Regions from separate parts of the Mus musculus genome. Here region 2 is linked to region 1. Evidence: chromatin contacts called from public HiChIP or PLAC-seq data. All regions are on one chromosome and are shown on one strand. Each heading gives the region's core, a stretch centred on a gene start, on an enhancer-like site or on the middle of the called end of the contact. The rest is flanking DNA. Distances are from core to core; before and after follow the strand shown.

What was found. HiChIP or PLAC-seq counts read pairs in DNA pulled down with a chosen protein or histone mark.
Region 2: an H3K27ac HiChIP or PLAC-seq map of embryonic stem cells shows a contact between it and region 1, with 10 read pairs. The contact joins the enhancer-like site here to the promoter of Ptpn7 in region 1. A contact is called at or near these places in 1 of 39 promoter capture datasets (liver), 1 of 484 Hi-C or Micro-C datasets (the G1E-ER4 cell line) and 5 of 115 datasets of contacts at active chromatin or transcription factors (embryonic stem cells, extraembryonic endoderm stem cells and pancreatic cancer cells).

The regions. Positions count from the first base shown.
Region 1 is chr1:135,129,299-135,134,898 of GRCm38.p6, forward strand. Ptpn7 (protein tyrosine phosphatase, non-receptor type 7) reads left to right here and starts at 3,402. Exons shown (of 10, transcript NM_177081.4): 1 at 3,402-3,492; 2 at 4,452-4,625; 3 at 5,142-5,325; 4 at 5,533-5,600. The coding sequence starts at 4,504. It also overlaps the pseudogene Ptprv.
Region 2 is chr1:135,194,195-135,200,143 of GRCm38.p6, forward strand. All of the region lies in intron 1 of Gm41955 (a long non-coding RNA gene), which reads right to left. Among named protein-coding and RNA genes, the nearest start is that of Gm41955, 4.9 kb to the right of the region's middle. Within about 2 kb of position 1,922, at least 27 of the 459 cell types and tissues checked have an H3K27ac peak or open chromatin away from gene starts, as enhancers often do. A contact at or near this core is called in embryonic stem cells, where this site is marked.

The sequences.
Region 1 (5,600 bases), core at 2,152-4,651:
CCCACACTAAAGGAAGATAATTACCAGGCAGAAGAGAACAAGTCGCCCCCTCTGCCTCCCACAAACTGGGGAAGGTCACCAGGAAAGGGAGAAGGTCCAGTTTCTCCTGAGCGGGCTGGGAGAGCTCAGCAAGGGACTGGAGGGGACAGCCACTAATGTGCTGGGGGTGGGGGTGTATAAGCCAGCATCAATGACAGCAGTGGGAAGGACATAAAGGGCCCCTGGGGGGGAAGGGCCATTGTGGGGCAGGTGTCCATCCCTCTGGCCCTGGACTTGGGAGAAAGGGAGGGAATCCCCTTCAGCTTGAAGTCATTGTGCCGGGGCACTGAGCCCAGCAGCGGGTACAGCGGGGCTACTTCCTGGCACTCTAGGAAAGGTAAGCATAGTTCCATGCTGAGCTGTGCAATTGGTCCTCTGCACCAGTGACAAGGGGTATGGGAAAGTCCGAACACCTGCGGGCACCAAAAAGATAGCAGGAGGAAAACTGGGTCAGGAAGGGGCACCTGGGACAGCTGTCACGGAGGTACAGCCTGGGGCACGCTGGGGTGCCTCGGCCTTTGTGCCACGGCTTCACCCTGCCTCCTTGGGTGTCTTCCTGGCTCCTCCTTGGTGAACTCTGTCTCCCCCACACTACCAAGGACAAGCCTAGGCTTGCAGGGATGAGAAGGAAGAGCTGCCTCAGTATTTGAGGGGGATGGAGGCAGTCAGGAACAGCCACCTCCCATCCTGGGACTTCTCATCCTGTCTGTATCCACCCAGAGCATCCCAGAATGTTACAGGGTGACAGCTTTAGCCTTTGGGGACTGGCAGCTATCTGGTTCCCCAAGAGCTGCAGTGCACAAGGACTTCTGGGAACTTCAGCAGCACTAGCTATGGGAGTTGTGGCTCCTGGCCCCTGGGATGGAAGTGGAGAGAAGAAGCCCGGTATCAAGGGGAGAGAGGCAGGGAGGGAGAAATCTTAGGCTAGCCATAGGACCACAGGTGAGGCTCCAGGTGGGAGTCTTGCTCCTCTCCACCCCTGGCCAGGGTCTAGGCATGACCGCCATTCTCTGCGCATTTTGAAATGAGGAACTTTGCCCATGCCGGGCTGCTGGGAGTGACTCCTAGACTCTCTCCACTGCCTGAGTGGAACTTCCCAAAAAAAAAAAAAAAAAAAAAAAAAAGATGATGGCTGACTGGAAAAAGGAAGGGGAAGAAGGAAGAGCCTAGACAGACAGACAGACAGACTCAGCCTCCCTTCCACTTCCACCACCAGGTGAGGCTCCCTAGCTCTCAGTTCCAGACTTTCCAAGTGCTGGGGCTGTGGACAAAGTACTTCACAGGGCTCTGTCTTCCTGACAAGAAGGGAGGGAGGGAGGGAGGGAGGGAGGGAGGGAGGGAGGGAGGGAGGGAGGGAGGGAGGGAGGGAGGGAGGGAGGGAGGGAGGGAGGGAGGGAGGGAGGGAGGGAAGGAGGAGGCTGGTGGGGAACCTGAGACTCAGGGAACTTGGCCAAGGTCACATGACCACTAAGTGTCTGCTTGCTCACTAGGCTTCCAAACAGGACTTTACATTCTCTAAAGTGGACAGTACTGGATCCTAATTCCCAGTCAGAAAGACCAATCCCCCCAACCCACCGCCCCCCAGGGATGGGAAGAACAGATAGAAGAGGCAGGAAAGTGAGAAGCCATCTAGAGACCTGGACAGAGCCTCAGAGTCTTGTTTCCTGCCTTGATTGACCCTTTTGCCCCACCAACTTCCTTCCCCATCTCCCAGCCTCCTTTGCTCTTTACCCAAGAGCTCATCTTCCAACTTCTAGAACCCCACCGGGTCCTCACTGTGAGGGTCAAGAGGTGTGCTCACAGCCAGCAGGCTAACACTGTGAACTGAGGATGCTAGGCAGACCGGTGGGGGAGGGCTTTGCCTACTTCCTTCTCCCCGCCCCTGTGGTATCCTCACTTCCTTTTCTTGATCCTAATCAACAGCTGGCCCCAGGGCGGGTGGCTCTCTTTCCACTCTGCTCCCACTCCCTCCACTATCTGCCAGGGCAGACGCTCCTGTGGGGAGGTCCAGGCAGAGCCCAGTCTCCCTGTCCCTGTGCTCGGGTGTGCAGGGATTCCCAGGCTCCTGCTGCTGTCATCTCATCCTGGCATCAGGGCCAACCACTTCCCAACTCCACTGAGCTTCCCCCTCAGGAAATCCCACCTAGTCCTCTCAGGAGAGCAGGCACAGAGAAAAGGGAGCCAGAACCAACCAACCAGCCATGGAGAGGCTGGGAGAACCACCCTCTGACTTACAGCCAAGAACAAAGACAGGTGCCCCAAGCCCTAGGACTTCAAAGGCTCTTCCTGGTCCTCCCCTCCTCCCCGTGGGCCAGAGAAGGGCAGCCCCTCCCCCCCCCTCAGGTGCCATCCCTGTGCTTACTGCACAGCAGCTCTTTTTCGGTGTCACCCGTTTGACAGTTGAATCGGAGAAGTGGGAGGAAGAGAGAGAGGATGTGGAATTCAAGCAGTGGGGCCCAGGAACGCTTTGGGGAACATTACAGAGTGAAGGAGTCTTGCAAGCAAGCATGAACCACGAACCAGTTGGGCTGAGGGCCAGCGAATGGCCTAGCAAAGCCAGGCGGGGGTAGGGGGTGTGTGGAGTTCTAGACTTGGGGACTGCTCCCTTTCCACACCCCAAGCATCCAAGTGGCCCCCTGGTGAAGAGGACCTGGGAAGTCTCTGATGTGAGGGTCACAGCCTTCACCTATCTGTAAGTCTTCAGAGGAGATACAGGGTTCTAAGACACTCCCAGAGGGGTAGTCTGAGGGGCTGCTATGGAAGCCACCCCAGAGTCCTCTCCAGTTAAGCTCTGATACTTGTTCTCTGGTGACAAGCCTATGTCTGCAGGCTGAGGGGCCAGGGAGTTGGAAAGAAGCTTTCCTGCCTAGCCCTGGCCTCTCCTTCCTGTACAGAGCAAGGACTCCTGCCTCCTCTTCCCTGCCACCCCCTATGGCACCTCTGTGACACATCTGCTCTGTTTGGGGGTCTGGGTTTGGCCCTGAATTCCCAGGCTTTGAAGCAACAAAGCTTACAGGGGCAGAAGCTGAGAAGTGGAAATAAGTCTCTAGCCAAGGTCACAACCAGAAGAGCAGCAGAAGGTTCCCCATGGCTATCAAGGAAGAGGTGGGGGTGGGGGACAGCACTTGATGAGGACCCAGAGGAGGAGGCCCGAGGTGGTCAGGGAAGGCCTCATCTCTCGCCGCTTCCCAGAGCCTTGGCATCCAGTGAGGGTGGCGGGACAGCAGCCGCTTGCTCTTAGAGGGCACAGGAAGGATGCACCCGACCCCTGGTGGCAGCTTGTGGCAGGCACAGAAGGGCAGCCCGCAGTTGGGTGTGCGTGGGTGGAAGCCAGGAGGGGCGGAGGGAGGAAGCTGGCTTCCTGAAACCTCTCAGTCCTCAAAGATAGACGGACTGACAGACAGCTGGCAAGAGGCAGCCTGGGGGACATAGCTTCTTCAGTAAGTACTTGAAGTGAGTACAGACATCCTATGGCCCTGGGGTGGGATGGGGGGCTCCAAGGATGGGTTGAAGAAGCATTGAGTTTGGGGCTCCCATGCCTGGCCAGGGCATGAGAAGTGACATATCTGGTGTCCCTGTGACTGGAGGGCTAAGAAGCCACACAGAGTGCCAGGAGAGGAGAGGCTAAAGGCCCCTTCCTGTTGTGGGCAAGTACTGTCCCAGCCACACCTGCATGGGCCCACACTGCTCCCAAAGCTCTGTCCCCATGGGTTAGCGACTCTAACCCCACCACCACGTCACCCATGCCTTAGCTCTGAGAGACAGGGGCTGCCCCCAAAAGGTGATGCCCTCATCACCTCTATGCCCCCTCTCTCTTGTACCCCCAGCTGTAGCCTCACCATGCGCTGGCGCTCTAGGGTTTGATGAGGCCATTTCCTGTGACGGTTGCAGAGGCGGGAGACTGGGGGATGGGAAGGAGGAGGGAGGAAACACCCCTGGGCTACCGCCCTAGACAGAGACCCCAGGAGCCACAACTGATCTTGGAGTGGAACTGCCGACAATGAGAAGACCCTTCTAGAAGTTGGAGCGTGCCTGGATCCCTGACTGGATCCAGTGCTTCTCAAGGCCTCCATTTCTCATTATAGAGAAGCCTGCTAGCTGGCTAGACTCAGAGAGCTGTATGCTTTCTCCCTTTCCTTCTGTGTGGTTAGCAGGCTGTTGGCCTCATGCAGACCCCAGCTTAGAGCCCTGTGGACTTGGGTATCCTCTCTCTTCCTCCTTCTGGATTCCTTCCTATCTTCCCCATACCTGTATTCTCTCTAGTACCTTCCTTCTACTCTAACCCCTAACTGTCCTCTATCCTGCATCCCAACAGAGAGCTGTTGGGCCGCTTGCTTGAGGGAATAGCTGGCTGGCCTGGACTAGAAGCCTTCTTCTAGCTAATGAGGCCTTCGCGGGACCTTGTCTTTCAGGCATGCCTCATGGCTGAATGAGCCTCCCTTGGGCCCAGCAACCTACCCCAGCATGGTCCAGGCCTGTGAGGGGCGCTCCAGAGCACAGCTGCCGACCTTGTCTTTGGGGGCAGACATGACTCAGCCTCCACCCACCAAAGCTCCAGCCAAGAAGCATGTGCGGCTGCAGGAGAGGTGAGATCTTTCACAGGGAGGATCTTCCTAGGCCTGGATCACCGTCCCTTCCCTTCCTTCTTTCCTGTCCAGTTCTAACAACTGAATCCACAAGGCCTGGAAAAACCAAACCAAATAATGCTCATTTGAAGGTTGCTCGCCCATTCCTTGTATGGCAGAGGCACCAAGTTTCTCGTCATCCCTGGTCTGTCTGCTCTCTAAGTTTCAAGTTGTGATGAACAGTCTCTGGGACAAAGCTAGGGGCCTCTGTGGAGTTGGGTGTGCATTGGAGCCTCTGTGTTGGCTTGAGAGTAGGAGAGAGAGACAGCAGGAAGGAGCAGAAGAGCTGCAGGCTGCTCTGTTCTTATCTGATAAAGGAAAAGGGGAACGCAGTAGGGGCCTGACCCTTGAGTGCCCTGGGCCTCTAGGTCAAGACAAAGACTCAGCAGATCCTCCCCAGACAGAGCCCACAAGGAGCTTGAAAGCGAGGCAGATGCTCTGAGATGCTCACTGGGCAATGGTTGGCTGTGCTTGCAGAAGGGGCTCCAGTGTGGCTCTGATGCTGGATGTACAGTCTCTGGGCACGGTTGAACCCATCTGCTCAGTGAACACACCCCGGGAAGTCACCCTACACTTCCTGCGCACGGCTGGACACCCCCTTACACGCTGGACGCTACAGCACCAACCTCCCAGCCCCAAGCAGCTAGAGGAGGAATTCTTGGTAAGGAATCCTGGGGTCCTCTCCACATCACTTTACACTTCCATATCAGACCATCCTGGATTCCTTGGGCCTCTCTTCTCCTTGGGGTGTAGGAGAGAGGTTGTCCCCATCCTTGCTCTTCCTCTCTGTGTGCAGAGGATGGAATGGAAGAAAAGGAGGCTGGGAAGTGGGGGAACAGAGATTAACTCATTTATCCTCCCCCAACAGAAGATTCCCTCAAACTTTGTCAACCCTGAAGACCTGGATATCCCTGGCCACGCCTCCAAAGACCGCTA
Region 2 (5,949 bases), core at 672-3,171, 63 kb after region 1:
GGGCAAACAGTAAATACATTTGTTCAGTGTTGGACTCTGGGTGTAGCTCAGTCGATCGAGCTCTGGCTTCTGTTTCCAAAACCACACAAGACTGGGCAGGGTGGCTCAGGCCTGTAATCTCAGCGCCATTCCAGTACTGGGGAGGTAGAGGCAGGAGGATCAGAGGTTCAAGGCCAGCCTGGGATAAGTGAAACTGTAGCCTCCCCCAGCCTGAAGCGGGCTGGTACAAACCTTGTTACTGAGGTGGGCCCACCTGCGGTGCAGCTTTCTGACTTGGCTGGCTTCTTTTGAAGTGACAACTGCCCTGAGATTCTGCCACCTGCCAAGAGTCTGAACCTGTCTTCCTGAGAGATTCCTGAATAAACTGCCAGCCTGGCAGCCTGGAATGACTCCAGGCACCAAGAGTGGAACTGGCGACTTACTGCTAACGGCTCTGGCGGACTAGTGCTAACAATGTGGCAACAAAACATCAAGAAGCCTGGCATGGCAGGGGATGGGCTTCCCCCCTTTATAAGCACAGACTGCTAGTAAACATTGAGCCTTGAACAGGGAATCATCTTGGCTCCATTATTTCTCTGGATCTTTCAGCCCCAGCCTGCCTCCCAGGTGTACCCAGTCCTTGTAAGCGGCAGGCCGGCTTGCTACATGAAATAATTTATCAAAAACGTTTAAAGCCGGGCGTGGTGGCACATGCCTTTAATCCCAGCACCTGGGAGGCAGAGGCAAGTGGATTTCTGATTTCGAGGCCAGCCTAGTCTACAAAGTGAGTTCCAGGACAGCCTGGGCTATACAGAGAAACCCTGTCTCAAAAAACAAAACAAAACAAAACAAAACAAAACAAAACAAAAAAAAAAAAAAAAGCCGGGCGTGGTGGCGCACGCCTCTTTAATCCCAGCACTCGGGAAGCAAAGGCAGGCGGATTTCTGAGTTCGAGGCCAGCCTGGTCTACAAAGTGAATTTAAAAACTGTTTAAAATTTTTTAAGGCCAGATGAAGTGGTATTTGTCTTGAACACCATCACTGCAGAGGCAGAAGCAGTTGGATCTCTAAGAGTTGGAGCCAGACTGGTCTACACAGCTAGCCAGGGTTACATGGTGAGACCTTGTTTCAAAATTATAACAACAACAATAACAATAATGTATATACACAAGTAATACACACATTTCATATGTGTACATGTACACACGTGAGCACACACAGTTCTCTATTCCCTTTTTTTTTTTTTTTTGATTTTGGTTTTTCCAGACAGGGTTTCTCTGTGCAGCCCTGGATATCCTGGAACTCACTCTGTAGACCAGGCTGGCCTCGAACTCAGAAATCTGCCTGCCTCTGCCTCCCAAGTGCTGGGATTAAAGGCTCTATTCCCTTTCGTGCCTATCTTTCTCCATTGACTGCTTTTTTTTCCTTATCTCTCATCCCCTCCTTCCCAGTGATGGCTTCCACCTAATCCTTCAGTCAAGTCAGGAGAGACCTGAGTTTCTCCCTTGATGCGGGCAGATGAATGAGATGCCCGCTCAACCCAAGAGGCTGCTGCCAAGTGGTACAGCAGAGCTGGCCCTGCCACTTTGTCCCTTCCCGGTCAGTCTGGTTGTGGACATCTGTTTCTTTAACTGCCGATTTGTTGTGGTGGTTAATTAGCACTTATCTGGATGTCAGGCCCCTGAGGGGACACCCTGGAGCAGTCCTTATAACAGTCATCTCCTTCAGCTGGGCTTACAGTCTGAGAAAAAGAGACCAATCCTTCAGTCTTAATGTCCCCCAGCCCTGGCCTTCACCTGCGGGGCCTGGGTACCAGCCCCTTGTGCCTCTTAAGCCCTCTTGCAAGCCAGGAGCGCAAGCAGCCTGCTGCAGCTGGCCTGAACAGGACTGGACTGGGAACATCTCCAACCCCCCAGAATGGCCCAGTGTCAGTTTCAGGCCCTCATGGGGCAGGAGGAGGCTGAGGGTGGGGCTGCCAAAGTCAACAAAGCCTGTTTCCATGCGCAAGGACCTGTTTGGCACCTGCGATCCTGTTTTCCAGCCCATGAGCCTTCTCCCTGGGGTCAGCTGGAGGTCCCCTCCCTCTCGTCCCCAACTCCAAAGCTTCTCCTTCTTCATCATGAGGTCTGCTCAACTGTCCTACAGACCCAGAGACCTGTGACACACTCCAGCGTGAGCCCCATTGCCTCTAGAGCAGTGGCTCTCAGCCTTCCTAATGCTGGGGCCCTTTAATACAGTTCCTCATGTTGTGGTGAGCCCAACCATAAGCTTATTTTTGTTGCTATTTCATAACTAATTTTGCTACTGTTATGAATTATAATGTAAATCTGTGTTGTCCCAGGTCTTAGGCGACTCTTGGGAAAGGGTTGTTCAACCCCCAAAGGAGTCATGACTTCTACATTCTTGTACCAAACATCTCTCATAGTCTACAGATCAGACCCACAGTCTAGGGCTATTTGCATGAGCTTATTTATTTGTTTTTAATTCTTTTAAGATTTGCTTATTTTATGTGTGTGAGCGTTTTGGCTGCATGTGTATGTGCCTGTGTATAGTTCTAAGCTGCAACCGGGTGGATACCGGGGACTGACCAAGTCCTCAGCAAGAATGACAAGGGTTCCTAACTGCTGAGCCATCTCACCAGCCCCCATTTACATGACTTGATCTTCATCTCCTACGCTAGCATGGCCATAGCTTCTGTCCAGCTAAAGAACTCTATTTTATCTGAGGAACTTCTCCAAAGACCAATCGTCAATGGAGGCATCCAGGTCTTACTATGTAGCTGTAGCTGGCTTGGAACTCATTATGTAGATCTGGCTGGCCTCAAACTCTCTGAGGTCTCCCTGACTCTCCCCTCTCAAATGAATGCTGGGCTTAAAAGCATGTACCCTAGGCCTGGCTTTTCCTACCAGTTATTGAATCTCTGGCAGTTTTGGTTTTGGTTTTGGTTTGTCTTGTTTTTTGAGATAAGGTTTCTCAGTGAGGACGTGGCTGTCCTGGAATTCACTCTGTAGACCAGGCTGGACTTGAAGTGAGAGATCTACCCTCTTGCCTCTGCCTCCTGAGGGCTGAGATTAAAGGCAAGGCGGGAATCACTGGTGTTTTGATCTGTTACTTAGTGATTTATACCTGGTCTCATTCTTCAAAGCCCCCTCCCTCCCTCTCAATGAAAGGCCTTTTTATATTTATTTATTTTTTGCATGTGACTTTTCCCCTAGACTAAGAATTTAAGTCTTCATGCATATTAGACAAATTCTCTACTACTGAGCCCCAACCCTTAATTATTCTTCCTTATTTTTAATTAAAAAATACTTATATGTGCTGGGCGCGGTGGCGCACGCCTTTAATCCCAGCACTCGGGAGGCAGAGGCAGGCAGATTTCTGAGTTCGAGGCCAGCCTGGTCTACAGAGTGAGTTCCAGGACAGCCAGGGCTACACAGAGAAACCCTGTCTCAAAAAACAAAAAAAACAAAAACAAAAACAAAAAACGTATATGCATAGCATGTATGCCTACATGCATGTGCAGGTGCCCTCTGAGGCCAGAAGAAGGGTAGAATCCTCTGGAACTAGATTTATGAGCTGCCCAGTGTAGGTGCCGGGAACTACATCGAGTCCTCTGCAAGAACAACAAATGCTCTTAACCACTGGGCCATCCCATCAGCTTCTATTTCTTTGTTTCTGAGAGTCCATCTGCCCTACACTGACTTCAAGCTCTGCGTAGCTGAGCATGGACTTGAACTGATACTCCTACCTTCACGTCCCAGAGCTACAGCAGCACTCTAGTCTTAGTCCTGCGAAGGATGGTACCCAAGGCTTTGCGCTTGCTAGGCTTGCTCTCTACCAACAAAGGCACAGTTCCAGCCCTGGAGCCATGTTTATTCATTTTGTTAGTCAATTTATTATTTATTTACTTAAATTTAGAAACAAGGCCCCACTATGTAACCCAGCCTTGATTTACCATCCCCCTGACTTAGCCTCCCGGATATTAAGATTACAGATGCCACCCCTAAAATATCTTCAACCTAAACTCCCAGTTGCCAATACTACGGAGGTGGCTATCTCCCTTCAAGATGAGTACTAAGCTGGGCTAGATACTATCACTGAGTTGATAGTAAATATATGTGAAGCTGACGTTCAACAGTGTTTTGGTTTTTTTTTTTTTTTTTTTTTTTTTTTAATCTCCCCATCACATAAGCTGTTTTGGTTTCTGCAGGGGCAACTTTAGTAAGTTCCCAAGCCCAGCCTTGGTTCTCCTGACTCCCCCAGGGTCAAACCAGACTCCCTGGCTCACAACTGCCTCTGTCAGGGAAGAAGCCTCCGGCCACCCTCAAGCCTCCTCCTAGTCAATGCCTGCAGTCGCAGAGTGAAGAAAGAAAGCATTGATTTAACTAACAAATGCACTCAGGGTGTAGCAAGCTTGGGTACAAGTGCCACCAATCCACAGGCCTCTCCCTTGCTCAGGGAAGGACAGCAAAGCTCTTGCCGCTGCAATAGGCTGATTTGCTTGGCAAAGTCTGAGGGTGTTGTGTGGTTATATCCAGGTAAGTTGTACAGCAGCTGCAGATGGGCAAAGACAGCGCCAAGCAGGCTGCTGGTCCAAATACAGCTGTGGCTATCTCCCCACCGAGCATCCTTCTTTATTAGTCCAGATTCTCTCTCTACCCTGATACCAGTTTGCTTGCTCAGGTGTTGATACCTGGCAAAGAGGAGCCAGCCCTTCCCCAACATCAGTCTAACAGGGATAAAGATTACGGGTTTTTTGTTTGTTTTGTTTTGTTTCCGAGACAGGTCTCAAGGTGTAGCTCTGGCTGTTCTGGAACTTGGTATGACCAAGTATATCCTGAGTTCAAGGCTAAAGCAATTCAGCAGGGAGCCCCGCCTCCTCTGAGCTTGGGCTTGCTCCTTGGGCGGAGCATAAGACGTCCCTAAAGGCCTTTGCCCTTCTCCCCCACGCTTGGCGGGAGCCTTGGTTGCCTCGCCCCAGCACGGCCCTACTTCATCACCCCTCCTCCTTGCCCTGGGCGCGGTTGTCCTACCTCCCCCAGGAGGCTCCTGGGGCGCGGGTCCCAGGTCTGTACAAAGAGTCCTTTGTCTGGGCTGGGAGCAATTGTTCTCCCCTTTATGGAAACAAGGGCTGGGTCTTATAATCAAGCTTTCAGAGGCTGGATCAAAGGGCACTGTAGCTTGGGGTGTCGGGATTACGGAGCTGTCCTCAGGGAACTGCTGACAGCCTGTCATCCGTCTCTAATCCTCGTACCCTTTTTTTCGTGGGCTGAACCTGTGTGAGCCTTGGGGTGCAAGGAAGCTGGGGGAGACCGGCTCTCTCCTCCTGCTGGCTCTCAGGGCTCAGGTTACAGCCCCTGCCAGCAGGGCACTGGGTGTGAACGTGCAGAGAGGCACTACCTGGTGAGAAAGGGTGGTGACTGATTTGGCTCAAAGCCACCAGATCTCCCAGATCCTCTGTCAACGTGAGTGGAGGTGGGAGCGCATGCCCTCAGATTCACAGAGGCCTCCCTCCTCCCATCTGGGCGTGGCTTCCTCTCTGTGGAGATACCAGGGCCTGGTCCCCTGCTCTGCCCACAGCTTCCCCTCATTCTGCCTGTGGTTCCCTGGACCTATCTCTCTTTTTCCACCTCTCCACCTACTTTAAGGTCCTTCCCACCACCCTTGCATCTCTTATTTTGCAACAAGTGGTGGGCCTTTCATCCACGGGGACCTTGCCTTCTCCATCACACATGTGCACCCCTGGGTCCCCAAGACAACAGCTTGCAAGTTCTAGACACAAGTTCTTTGTCTTTACAAAGAAATCTGTTTTAAAACTCAAGGAAAGCAAGACCAGGGCTCGGTGGTTAAGAGATACTGCTCTTGCAGAGTACCTGAGTTCAGTCCTCAGTACCCACACTGGGTGACTCACAACCCAAGCTCCCTGTGCCACCTCTTGCCTTCCATGTACATGCACCCACACACAGATGTG